Linked DNA regions of Triticum aestivum: region 1 is linked to region 2. The links are chromatin contacts, called in public Hi-C maps. All regions are on one chromosome and are shown on one strand. The core of a region is the stretch at or near the end of the contact, and the rest is flanking DNA. Distances in the headings are between cores, read along the strand shown.

Region 1 (5,869 bases), core at 1,243-3,742, 140 kb after region 2:
AGTTTGATCAAATTTGTAGAGAAATATATCAAAATCCACCGTATCAGACTCGTATGATTAGGTTCATCGTGAAATTAATTTTCATAGTTTTTGTTTAATATTGTGGATGTTGATATTTTGCTCTGAACTTGATCAAAATTAAAGAAATTTGGCCTTCCAAAAAATAACACCTTATATTTTAGAACTGGTGGAATATTTAGGTTGACAGGCGGGGAAGATGATGGAGTGTGTTTTATTTTTATTTTATAGTGCGGTGATTTGATGGGCCTTCATGGTGTGGTTCTGTGTTATCCGCTAACCAACATATGTTTATGTAGGGAAATTTCCACATCGATGGCTGCATATACTATATTGGTGCTACAGTACTACATGATGGCGCTTCTTTTTTAGGTGATGAGAGGGTGCGTGAGATTGATATGTTTTATAGGCCGGTTGGTGTTGATTGATTTGAAAAATAGTTGGCCCAGTCAAAATCATAAACTAAACCAAAATTATATACCCCAGTTGAATGAAAGAGCTTTAAAATTAGGGAACATGGAGAATTAAAAGAATTGAATGGCAAAGCCCTTTGAGAAATTATTGACCCGGTCAAAATGGGATGACGCGACTCTATATTAAAGAACTCAATTAATTGCGAGGCTTTAAAAATTACTCCCTCCGTTTCTAAATATTTATCTTTTTAGAGATTTTAAATGGACTACCACGTACGGATGTATATAGACATATTTTAGAGTGTAGATTCACTCATTTTGCTCCGTATGTAGTCACTTGTTGTAATCTTTAGAAAGACAAATATTTAGGAATGGAGGGAGTAGGAAGCATAGTGTGTATAGTATAAAAGAATTAAATGAGAGAGCTATAATAAATTGTTGACCCTGTAAAAGTCGGATGACACAATTTTAATTGGAGACCTTAATTGAGTGTGGGCTCTTTAAAACCAAAAAGCATAATGTTATAGAGGATGTTGATGCTCGCAATCCCTTGAATATGTTAATTAGAGCAAAATATATTCCTCAAAAGGACATAATTCAAGCGCCCAAATTGCATTCCCTTGGTCGAGCCGTAGATTAGATTAACCCGAACATTATGAACGTGACTGTATATAAATCTTCAGATCAAAAGAGCTCGCATAACTCGAGCCTACAAATTATATTCACTTTTGTTTGTTTGCGAAAAGACTAATTTATATTCGCTATATCCCCGCAAGAAATAGTGTCCGTACGCAAATAAGAAAGACGAATGGAAATAGAGCCCATCCATGAGACACAGCATTCATACACGGGTTAATTAAGCGTACATTCGTAACAGTACTGTCATCATATATACACACACACCAAGGCATTTGAAGAACGCGCACGAAATCAAAACCGGGTACGAACTCGAGCTGATATGGCACAACACAACACAAGGTCATGCGAAGCTCTCGCGGATTAATAGGAAACTCATCATGCGCTGGGGTGACCTGCGGCAGTGCGGCTGGTCTCCTTCATGGCAGCGCATCTTTTCCCTGAAATCAGAGGCCAAATTGAAGGTGTTAATTAGGACAACTTCTCGATACTACTCAGTACTCGCATAGGTACTAACTAATCAGCACGTGAGCACGCTTTGATCTGAGAAGAAAGGTGCACTTACGCTGGACTTCTTGCAGTAGAGGATGGCGTCGTGGACGGCCGTGTCGGCATTGCCGTGGCACCACTCGACGGCGCTCGACGTGGACCCGCGCGAGGGGCTCCCCGCCGGCGCCACCCGTCTGTCCGCGCGCCTCGCCCTCGCCTTCCGGTACAGCGGCATCAGGAACCGCACGTACCTCAGCAGCACCTTCCACGGCGACGACCCGCCGCGCCGCCTCGTCATCGGGCGCTGCCCGGCGTGCTTGCCCGTCGCGCTGGAGCACGCGCTCAGCGACAGCGGCGTGCTCTGCGCCGAGTGGAACAGCGGCGACGACGGGGGCGACAGCCGCGGCACGGCTTCCGCGGCGCGACGGGCCACCGAGCCGTCGGCGTCCTGCCGTGCGGTCGCGTAGGAGCAGCCGCCGGGCTCGCAGGGGAGGAGCCGGCCGCCGCGGAAGATCTGGCTGGCGCTGACCAGGTGCGCCGGGGACGCGGCCCCGCCGTCGGCCGGCGCCGGGAGGCCGAAGTCAAAGTCGCTCGCCGTCGGCGTGGTCCACCGCATGGAGAAGAGCTCGGAGGGGTCCTCCATGTCGATGAAGGAGGACCTGGAGCCGCCGAAGGAGTAGAGGGCCACGTCGGCGGCGAGGCGGTCCATGGAGGGCGGCGCCTGGCTGAGCCAGCCGTAGGAGAAGCTGTCGCCGAGGTCCTGCGGCGAGCCGCTCACCTCCATGAGCCGCGTGCGCGTCGACGAGCTAGATAGACAGACGAGTTGAGATGTACGTGTGGCGTGCAGCGTGCAGCTGGGTGGTGTCTGAGGACGGAGACTGAGGAGGGAAGCTTGGCACGGGCCGGCATGGCGCAGATATAGTCGCACCGCGCAGGCCCCTCGCCCGCCCCACCGCCACCGCGCAGGCCATTCGGTGGGCGCAAATGACCATGTTGCCCCTGCCCCCCGGTGCCTTTGTCCTCTCCCTCACACACATTTTTCGTGCTTTTCGCCGTGACAACGTGGACCGGGAATATGGAATGCTCCAACATCTAGGACGTAGTACAGTACAACCCAAAGTTGAACCAGCGAGAGGTTGCATTCGTGATTTTGTAAATTGTGAGCTGCACGTCGATAAAAAGAGGTCAGACTGTTGAATTAATCGACTGCGGTCTTCTCTTCAGTTATGGGAAATACAGTATGCAGCAGCAGGCGCGTACGTACGGCGGGCGAAGGGTGTCTGGTCATTTCCTAGCTACCAAAGCATCCGAAAATGACAAGCATCCGAACACCGAAACCAAAACCGACAAACTTATGTTGCCACGCGACGTAGACGAAGCGCTTATTATACGGAGGGGTTAGCCGGGTGGTTGGGACAATGGTGACAAAACCCAGCGATCGATCGATCCATCGACGACGTTGCCGCACGGGCGCCCGTCCCGTCCTGTCCGTAGCACAAGTAGAGCTAGATTAGAGTAGGACTTTGCCAGCGAATTTCTCACGTACTCTAGGTCGCCACTCCACAAACGTGTCATCAACCGGACACGGGACAGCAGCATCCATCCATCCATCCATCCATCGACCAAAACCAATCTCGGATGGATTCCGGGGAAGGGAAAAAGAAGCGGGCGAGACAGGCTGATGCGGCCCTCACGTTGCGAGATCTCCAAAGGCTGCTCCGAATTCGGCATATGCGTCGTGCTACGCTACGCCTCGGCCTCATCATCATGTCACGTCACGATTTGCTCTGCAAATTAAGCAGCATTTCGTAGCAAACCCCATGGGGGCAGGAGGCGTGTCGGGCAGCCGGGGAGGCTACCTAGCGAGGCCTGAACTGGTTTGTCGAGGAAGACAAAATACGGTTCTCCAATCAAGAGCCCTGCCCTGGCCAAAGAGGGGTTTGAGGCCCTTGAACCATGGGAAAGTGTCTGCCTCACCACACGCAACAACAGCGGTAACGACGCCCGGACACGCGAGCTCGCTCGCTCTCTTCTTCTAATCCACTAGGCCCAGGTTCCGGTTCCGCTCGTGCGCTTGTCCCGGCGTGGCGACAGCCTCAGTGTTCATGGCGCTCCAGCTGTATAGTACCTCTAGTACTTTCTCTGTCTAGGTGAGCAAGTCATCTTAGGTTGTGCACCGTGATCAAAGAGGAGGGAAAAATGAGAGACCTTAATGTTTATTTGCTAATTAATAGCATTGCATGCAATGAACTAACCACTGCATGTCATGTTTGATAGTCTCAAGTCATTAAAAGCATGCACACCCTCGTCTCTTATTGGTTGATATGTGAAGAAACAAAAAATGAGGTAGAAATTAATGCACTGCGCCTAAATATTTTGGGATTATTTGGTTTCCGTAAGATGACTTACACACCTAGACGGAGGGAGTACATAGAGTATACTATTATCGTTGTTGCATGTGGGAGAGGTCTTGGGTTTTGTTTATGTCCGAAAAATGTTCAAGTGGTGACAGGAGAGGGGAGCGAATACTACTATCATCATCCCAGTTTGTGGAGGAAAAGAATATACTCCATGTGGCCTCGGAGAGGAAGAGGTCTCATCAGCGGATGGGGAAAAACAAAGCGGACGGCCACCTACACCTACATGGCCATATCTAGTACTAGTAGTGCATTGCGTCCTCAAGCTGTGCATCCATATCGATCGACCCATCGCTTCAACGTCTCATGCTTGCAAATTGCCAAAGGAGATAGATATTCACCTTCGGCGTCTCCGCTCCGCCGAGGCATCAAATCTCAGCATCTCAGCAGTGGCCAGCTGGTGAGTGAGAATCGCCCCAAAGCTTTTCGAAAGCGTATTTCCTTCTTACCAACGGTCGGGAATCGTGGCTGCAAATAGGAAAAGAGATCTTATCCTCCTCCTTCTATGGACAAAACAAACAAATCCTCGCACAAATCTTATAAAGCCGTTTTCCGTAAACGAGCATCTAACGTAGACAATTGTACAAAAAATGGATCGACGATGATGCTGTTCTATGCTCCGGCACAATATTATAGGTACTTGTGTGCAAGATCATGACCCCAAAAAATGCACAAGGATGAACTCAAACGCATGGCTGAAAACAAACAACTACGCGTACGTATGGACACCAAGAGATTCGATGATATAGCAAGAGCAGCCACTTTGCAAATCTTGGAGACGTATTTTTGGTTAACGAAAAAAAAAGGAGCGGAGAGAAATAGACCATGTGCACTGGCACCATCGTTTCTAGTGCTAAGCAACACACTGGACAGAGCAAACAAATCTCTGCATAAATCTTTGAAAAGCGCTTTCTATAAGCAAGCATCTAAAATGGACCAAAACGCGGAAATGATTCGACAATAATGTCGTTCTGTGCTCCAGAAGAATATGCTACTCTGCAAGACCATGACCACCAAAAAATGCTAAAAATTAAAAAATAAACGCAAGACCGAAAGGAAAAAAACACAATCGACACGCATGAACATCAAAAGATTCAATGATATAACAAGAGCAGCTACTTTGCAAATCTTTGGAGACATATTTGGTAAAAAGGAAAAGAAAACTAGCGGATAGAAATAGACCATGAGTTTGTGTCCCTACACTGCATTTCACCACAAATCTCGTTTCTAGTGCTAAGCGACACATTGGACAGAGCAACCACACATGAGTAAGTGTCGAGCATCATACCTTTTAACATGACACATCCTCTGGTAATCCTTTTGTGGAACATTGGGGTACAGTTTGCCCCCACCCAGGTCATGGCTTTCTAGGAGAAGTTGTCATCCATATGCCCTCTCTTTACTCAAAGCACCTTTGCATCATAATCCTGGGAATGTGTATGCCCTGGGAGGGAGAGCGCACATACATCGAACCCATGTCGGCATTCCTTTCTATACAGCGAGCCATTGCCAAAACATCAGCCTCCAAAGTAAGGAAATCAAACGCGTTATACAGGTAGACAGAAAGGAACTAAACATTTTCGCAAGATTTATTGCATGGTTGAGGTATTGGAGCTGATAAAGATGAATCACATGGGAGTAGATGTGATTAGTCTAATGAAGCAACGACAGAAAGGCCATGACGGTGTGATGCATTTGATAATTACATCTTAATGTTTTTGAAATGTAAATGCGCATTGGGCTAGTTACTCTGCAGCTTTCATTTAATCCTCAGATAGTAAAGTTTGACATTCGACGGTTATCAGCACGCTTTGTCAACTAATGGTTGTTAACTGCTACAACTACTCATTCATATGGGTCATGCAAGTAAATTATGCTTTGCGTGCCTTTTGAAAT
Region 2 (5,977 bases), core at 2,768-5,267:
TAGCGACAATTCATTGCTATGAACAATGAATAGCATTTTCCACATGGTTGGTTTAAAGAGAATATTCCATGGAAATCAAATTAAAGTGGAAACCGGTAAAGACAAAGTAGAAAACTATGTTATGAAGTTTAAAAAATTCTTGAAAATGTGTATGTTGAGAAGGTGGTATTCTATTAGCATGTGAATCTCCAAGTTCAACCAGAATTTAATTTACGAGGTATCAAAATAACAAATGCGTAGTAAATTATGCATGTACATTACCTATCCCTCAAAAAATTATTGTACAATACCTACCCCTAATAAAACCTACCACTTTTCTTTATAAATCTGAAAGTGTTTACTTTTATTTTATTTAAATCTGTTTGATAGTGGACAGAAGTTCTTGTATCTTTGTTCATCTGCCTCAGAAAAAATGATCTTAATGAAATAATGTTTATGTATCTCTGAAAACATTTAAAAAAAATCTAGAAAGCAAAAGAAAACTTATAAATAGTCAAAACCAACATAAATAATGGCGAAGAAACCAAAAGATAAATAAAATGAAAAGTGAAAGGAGGAAAATACTAATGGGTTTCCTTCTAGCCGCCATTGACAACTGATTAGCAATGACCCTTTTTTGTAGTGGTGAAGCACTCATAAATCTACCAGTGGTATTTGCTAGGCCTGATAAGGAACGGTCGATGGTTGTTACATGGGGGCAGAAGACCACAAGGCACCGTATTTTTACTTCAATGGAGCCTTGTGTCTCTACTCCCTGGCTCGGAAGGTGCTATCAAAGCTGGCCGCGGTGGCCACACTACGGTGATAGCTCCGGGCTTGCCAGATCTGACAACGACGGGACTCTAAAAGCTAGGTTCATCATCAGCGACCCCGATTTTCGACATTGCATAGAAGCTTTTATGTCATGTGTGTTTTCCTACAAAGACATGGGCAACATGCTGCGGGGATTTTGGAGATCTTGTTAGAAGGGAGAGAGGGATTTGGTGGAATTGTTCGTTGTATTGCTTAAGCCTCGTAGGTATATATATAGGAGTACATGATCTACTTGAAGTAAAAGGCAAGCCAGAATATTTCCTAGTCTAACCTATGTATCCTAATACAATCACGTTACTCAACATCCCCCCGCAGTCACAACGGTAGCGACGCAGACGGTGAGACTGGAGAAGAATCCAAAGGCAAGCCGACGGACACCCCCCACAGTCGTAACAGTCGACGCATCGCGGAGTCGTGGCTGGAGTGGAAACCAACGAGGTTGCTCAAGCAGGGGGTAGCCCTTTGTGCCGTTTGTTGATGTAGCCGAGAGCGTGTGTGGTGGAGCCGTGGTCGAGGTAGCCATGCGAAGAATGCCGTGGTCGATGTCGAGTCGGGGTGGCCGGTGTCGAGAAAGTCGCCATGGAGCCGCGGGCGCAAGGGGGCGCCGAGTTAGCATGGGCGCAGTGGTGTCGAAGTAGTGGTGCGTCAGGACGGAGATGATGTTGACGACGCATCGCGCCGGGTTTGCCAACCCCGGGGACACATCATAGACGAAGGCACGCGGTGGTGTTGCCAGCACCGGGCATGTGTAGACTAGGGATCTGCACGAGCTGTACGCCATGTCGAAGAAGTCGGAGGGCCAGCAGATAAGAACTCGACGACTGTTGCAGCGTCCATCGGCGCGGGGCCAGTGTCACCAACAGTGGTCGGAGTAGACGAAGTGGTCGGGGTAGATGACGGCGACGCTGACGCCGGGCTAGTGCTGGATGAAGACGAAGGAGGTGGACGGGCAGCTGCGGCGGCTACGGGGTAGCGGCAGCGGCGGCCAAAGGAAAGCGGCGGCGGCCGCTAGGTTAGGAGCGCGGCGGCGATGCTCGAAGTAGGCGAAGAATCCTGACAGCGTGACGAAGACCGGTCGCGGACGGTGGCGTTCCCGCGCCAAGGGAAACAGCGCGACACATACCACATGAAGTCAACGTGCAGTGACGGCAAAGTGGACTCCGGTCGTGGCACTACGGCCCGAAGAGGCGACGCAACGGCGGTGGGCAGGTCGGGGCGACGACGGGAAGACCTCGGGGCGGCGCGGCAGAGGAGTGTGGGTCGGTGCAACCGCGGGGACAGCCTCGGGACGGGTGCGTGGACCGCGTGCCATGCTCGCTACGGCCCGACGGGGCGACGCAAGGGTCGGTGCGGCCACGGGGACGACCAGGAGCGGACGGCCTCGGGGCGGCGGTGGACCGCGGGCCGCGGCACTACAGCCTAAAGGGGCGACGCAGCGGTGATGTGGGTCGGTGCAGCTGGGAGAAAAAGACGGGGCGGCGGCACTGCGGCCCGACGGGGCGACGCAACGGCAGTCCATTGCTCGATCGGTGGAGGGACGCGTTGAACTCGGGGATGATCTTCACGGGACCCGCGGAGGCGCGCGCAACCGACGAGCCAGGTCGGTCGCCCGGCGTAGACGAGGCGGATCGCGGCGGCGGGCGGGTGATCAATCCGATCGCGCGCGAGGTCGGGCACGCCGCTCGGTGGAGACGGGGTGGCGGCGGAGTCCGAGATGAAGCCGGCGACGGCGGGCGGCAGGGCGGCTATGATTGGCCACCGCATGGCGCGATGCCGCCGGGTCGGGTGATGCAGGAGTCCCAATCGGAGCAGGACGGTGACGGCCGACATACATCGACGGGCGGGTCGGCGCGCGAACGGTGGCGACGAAGGGCCGCCTGGTCGGAGCAACCGGCAGGCAAACGCGCGGACGATGCGCGAGGCCGCCGGGTCGGGGCGACTGGCGGGCAGACGCGCGGTCGGTGCGCGAGGCCGCCGGGTCGGGGCGACCGGCGGGCAGACGCGCGAGGCCGCCGGGTCGGTGAAGATGCCGGCCGATCACGCCGGGGTTGGAATAGAGGCGCACGGGTTCGACAGCGGCGTTGGGCGACGCAAACCGATCAAGATTAGATCGGAAAAACAAAAAAAAAACCGCCGATCAAGATGACTGGCGGGAGAGAAAAACCCCGGAGCAAGGACTCGGGGAAAAGACTCTCTAGACCAGCCGGTCAACACGACAGGCGGACGAACCCCAGGTACGGGCGGCGCGGCCCCCGGCGGCGGTCATGGAGGCCGACCGCCCCAGGGGCGGCGCGCGGGTGCGGAAGCGACGGCGGCTAGGGTTTAGAACCCGGAAACTGATACCATGTTAGAAGAGAGAGAGGGATTTGGTGGAATTATTCGTTGTATTGCTTGAACCTCGTGGGCATATATATAGGAGTACATGATCTACTTGAAGTACAAGGCAAGCTATAATATTTTCTAGTCTAATCTATGTTTTCTAATACAATCACGTTACTCAACAGATCTCATGCACATGTTGCGTGCACGCGGCGTATCGTTGGTTCACATGCTGCATATTCAGCGACTATTTTTCTATGTGATTTTTTGACGTGATCAATGAGGACTTGCTGCATACATACAAGAAAAATGCTCGCATGATTTTTGAAATGTTGTGACTTCTTGTCATGCTTTCTTTTATTGTGGCGATGTTAACAAAAGCAAAGAAAAAAATAGAAGACCGTGTGCAAAAATTAGATGCTGCGGATTTTGGATTGAACTGAAATGTGAGGGCGGGGGGAGACGGCCTATCGCGCCGTTGTTGTCTTGGTCCGGCCAACGCCTTTTTTCACTCAGAGAAACCATTTGGTTCAGATCCTATTATAAACTACTCCTGAAAATAAAACGAGTTCAACCAAAGGTCCGGCCAACGCGTAGGGCGGCCGTTTTGCTAGTGCTAGGCCTGACAAGGATGAAGCGATGGGGATGATGATGGGTGCATGGTGCAAGAATAAAATCCTGGCAGTGGGAGCCCATCGTTGTTGCAGACACGGTAGACCGCGATCCCGAGCATGAGACGGACGCGGCCGCGCGACGCCAAGGCGCGCATTAAAACCGGTTCTCGCCGTCGCCGTGTTGCGCCCCCGCTGCTCATGGCCTTCACGTGGGACTGACGTCGACCAGCACACCCGTACGTCCGGTCCGGGGACCAGACCGGAGCAGCCTACGTATATATGATGATGGATGTGTACGTGCTCAGGCTACCACGTCCACGTACGTCGCTGTTGAGTAGGCTTGTACCCGGCCCGACCACCGTTTCCTTTCCTAGCTAGCCAGCGACTTGCTGTGGAATGTGAATGAATCCAATGCACGCAAGACCCACTTGAAGTAAGTAAGGGCATCTCCAGCCGGGCCCCAGGAAGGCCTTCCCAGGCGTTTTTTTCGCGTCGGCGCTGAAAAAACGGCTCAGTCGCGTCTTCAGGAGCCCGATTTCGCCGGCTTGGGCCGAAAACAGCGCCGGCGGATCCAGCCCGAACCCGGCGCGCTGGGGGCGCCAGGGGCGCCGGGCGAACTGTTTTGGCGCAAAAAAGCCGCGGGCCCGCCGCGTCAGCGACACGGCTCTCTTCTCGGCCCTTCGTCGTCCTCATCGCCTCGTTTCCCGCGGCGAATCAATGCCAAAATTGCCGTGCTGCCGCGCCGGTCAGCCTGCACCATTGATGCCTCACGGGCGGCGTAGTGAAGACCGGACGACGCGCGCCCCTCGCCCTCCCTCGCCCGCCACGCGTACACACGGTGACACGCGCGCCTTGGCCTATATATGAAGCGCCCCGGCGCACTCGGCGACTCACACTCTCTCGCCGCCGTCGTTTCCTCCCTCTCCTCTCCTCTCTTTCGCCGTCCCCAGTTCACACCCATGGCCGAGCGCTTCCCAGGCGACGGCGCGGCGGCGAATGGCTTCGGCCGCCGCCATCTTCACGAAGACGAGGCTCGCCTCCTTTACGAGGCCGAGTACCCGGTCCCGCCGGACATGCGGGTGGCCGGGACGTGGAGGATCAGCGTGGGCGGCGTGCCGGTGCCCCCGGTACCGACCGACGCGGCGCGGCGTGCGGAGATCGCACACATCCGCTCGAACCTGCCGCATGCGGCGAGGGAGGCGCCACGGTACGTCCCCGACAGCCCGCTCTGGGAACCTTACTTCCGCCGCCGTCAGGCCGAGCAGCTCGAGGCCACCAACGGCGTCGTGCCCTACGGCAGGCTCAACACCGCCGGCCAGCGTCTGTGGTGGGGCGTGCTCGGGCGCACGTTGGAGGCCGTCCTCGAGTACATCGAGGGCGGCAACACGCCGCGCCTGGAGTACCCCGCTCCCCCTTCCTTCTCACGCCGCCGGGGAAGCTCCTGGACCCCGAGGCGCATGGAGACCGAGGGGTCCTCCTCCTCGTCCGGCGGCTCGCCCTGCCTCCGCCCTGTCAAGCCGAAGCCCCAGGACACGCCGGTCAGCGCGCGCACCCGCAGCTCCGGCGGCGCCAACGCCTCTGCACCAACCGGCCGCTTCGTCCTCGCCGAGCCCAAGGCGGAGCCCGTCCTCCCCGCGGAGTACGAGGAGATAGCCCGGCGCGGCTTCTCCGACGAGGACGCCATGCGGTGGGCGCGGGACGACTACCTCCGCGACGAGATGGTCCGGCAGCGAAGGGCCCTGGAGGAGATCGCCGCCCGCAAGCGTGGGCGCGAGGACGAGCACGGCGTCGTGGTCCTCGACAACGACGATGACGACGACGCCCCTGGACCGTCCAACCCACCGCGCCAACCGGGGGAGGGATGCAGCAGGGACGGCGGAGGCGGCGACGACGACGGCGACGATGATGACGACGACGGCGGTGACTACACGCGGTTCTACCGCCTCCTCGGCATGTAGAACCGCGTGGGCGGGCGGCGAGGGAGACGGCGGGCGGCGAGGGAGACGGCGGGGGTAGCCCGCGATAGTTTTTTTTTTCTTTTTTGTAAAATATGTTTAAGTTTGAATGAACTCGCCGATGTTTGCGTTAAATTTGAGTCGTTTTAGCGCCGTGTTTGACTTTTTGGACTAACCGTGGGCGCTGCGACGGGGGGCCATTACACCCCCAGTGCGCGGTTTAGCGCCGGTGCGCCCTAAGGGGGCGTTTTTTTGCCTCTCCTGGAGGGCCAACGG

The links. Hi-C and Micro-C count contacts between places; a contact is called where the count stands out from the background.
Region 1: a Hi-C map of leaf shows a contact between it and region 2, with 3 times the contacts expected there. The contact joins the promoter of LOC123089519 here to the enhancer-like site in region 2. A contact is called at or near these places in 2 of 5 Hi-C or Micro-C datasets (both in leaf).

What each region holds. Positions count from the first base shown.
Region 1 is chr4B:637,489,684-637,495,552 of IWGSC CS RefSeq v2.1, forward strand. It overlaps LOC123089519, which reads right to left and starts at 2,493. Exons shown (of 2, transcript XM_044511179.1): 1 at 1,633-2,493; 2 at 1,085-1,507. The coding sequence starts at 2,340. The coding sequence ends at 1,487.
Region 2 is chr4B:637,345,729-637,351,705 of IWGSC CS RefSeq v2.1, forward strand. No RefSeq gene overlaps it. Among protein-coding and RNA genes, the nearest start is that of LOC123089518, 52 kb to the right of the region's middle. Within about 2 kb of position 4,018, at least 3 of the 8 cell types and tissues checked have an H3K27ac peak or open chromatin away from gene starts, as enhancers often do. A contact at or near this core is called in leaf, where this site is marked.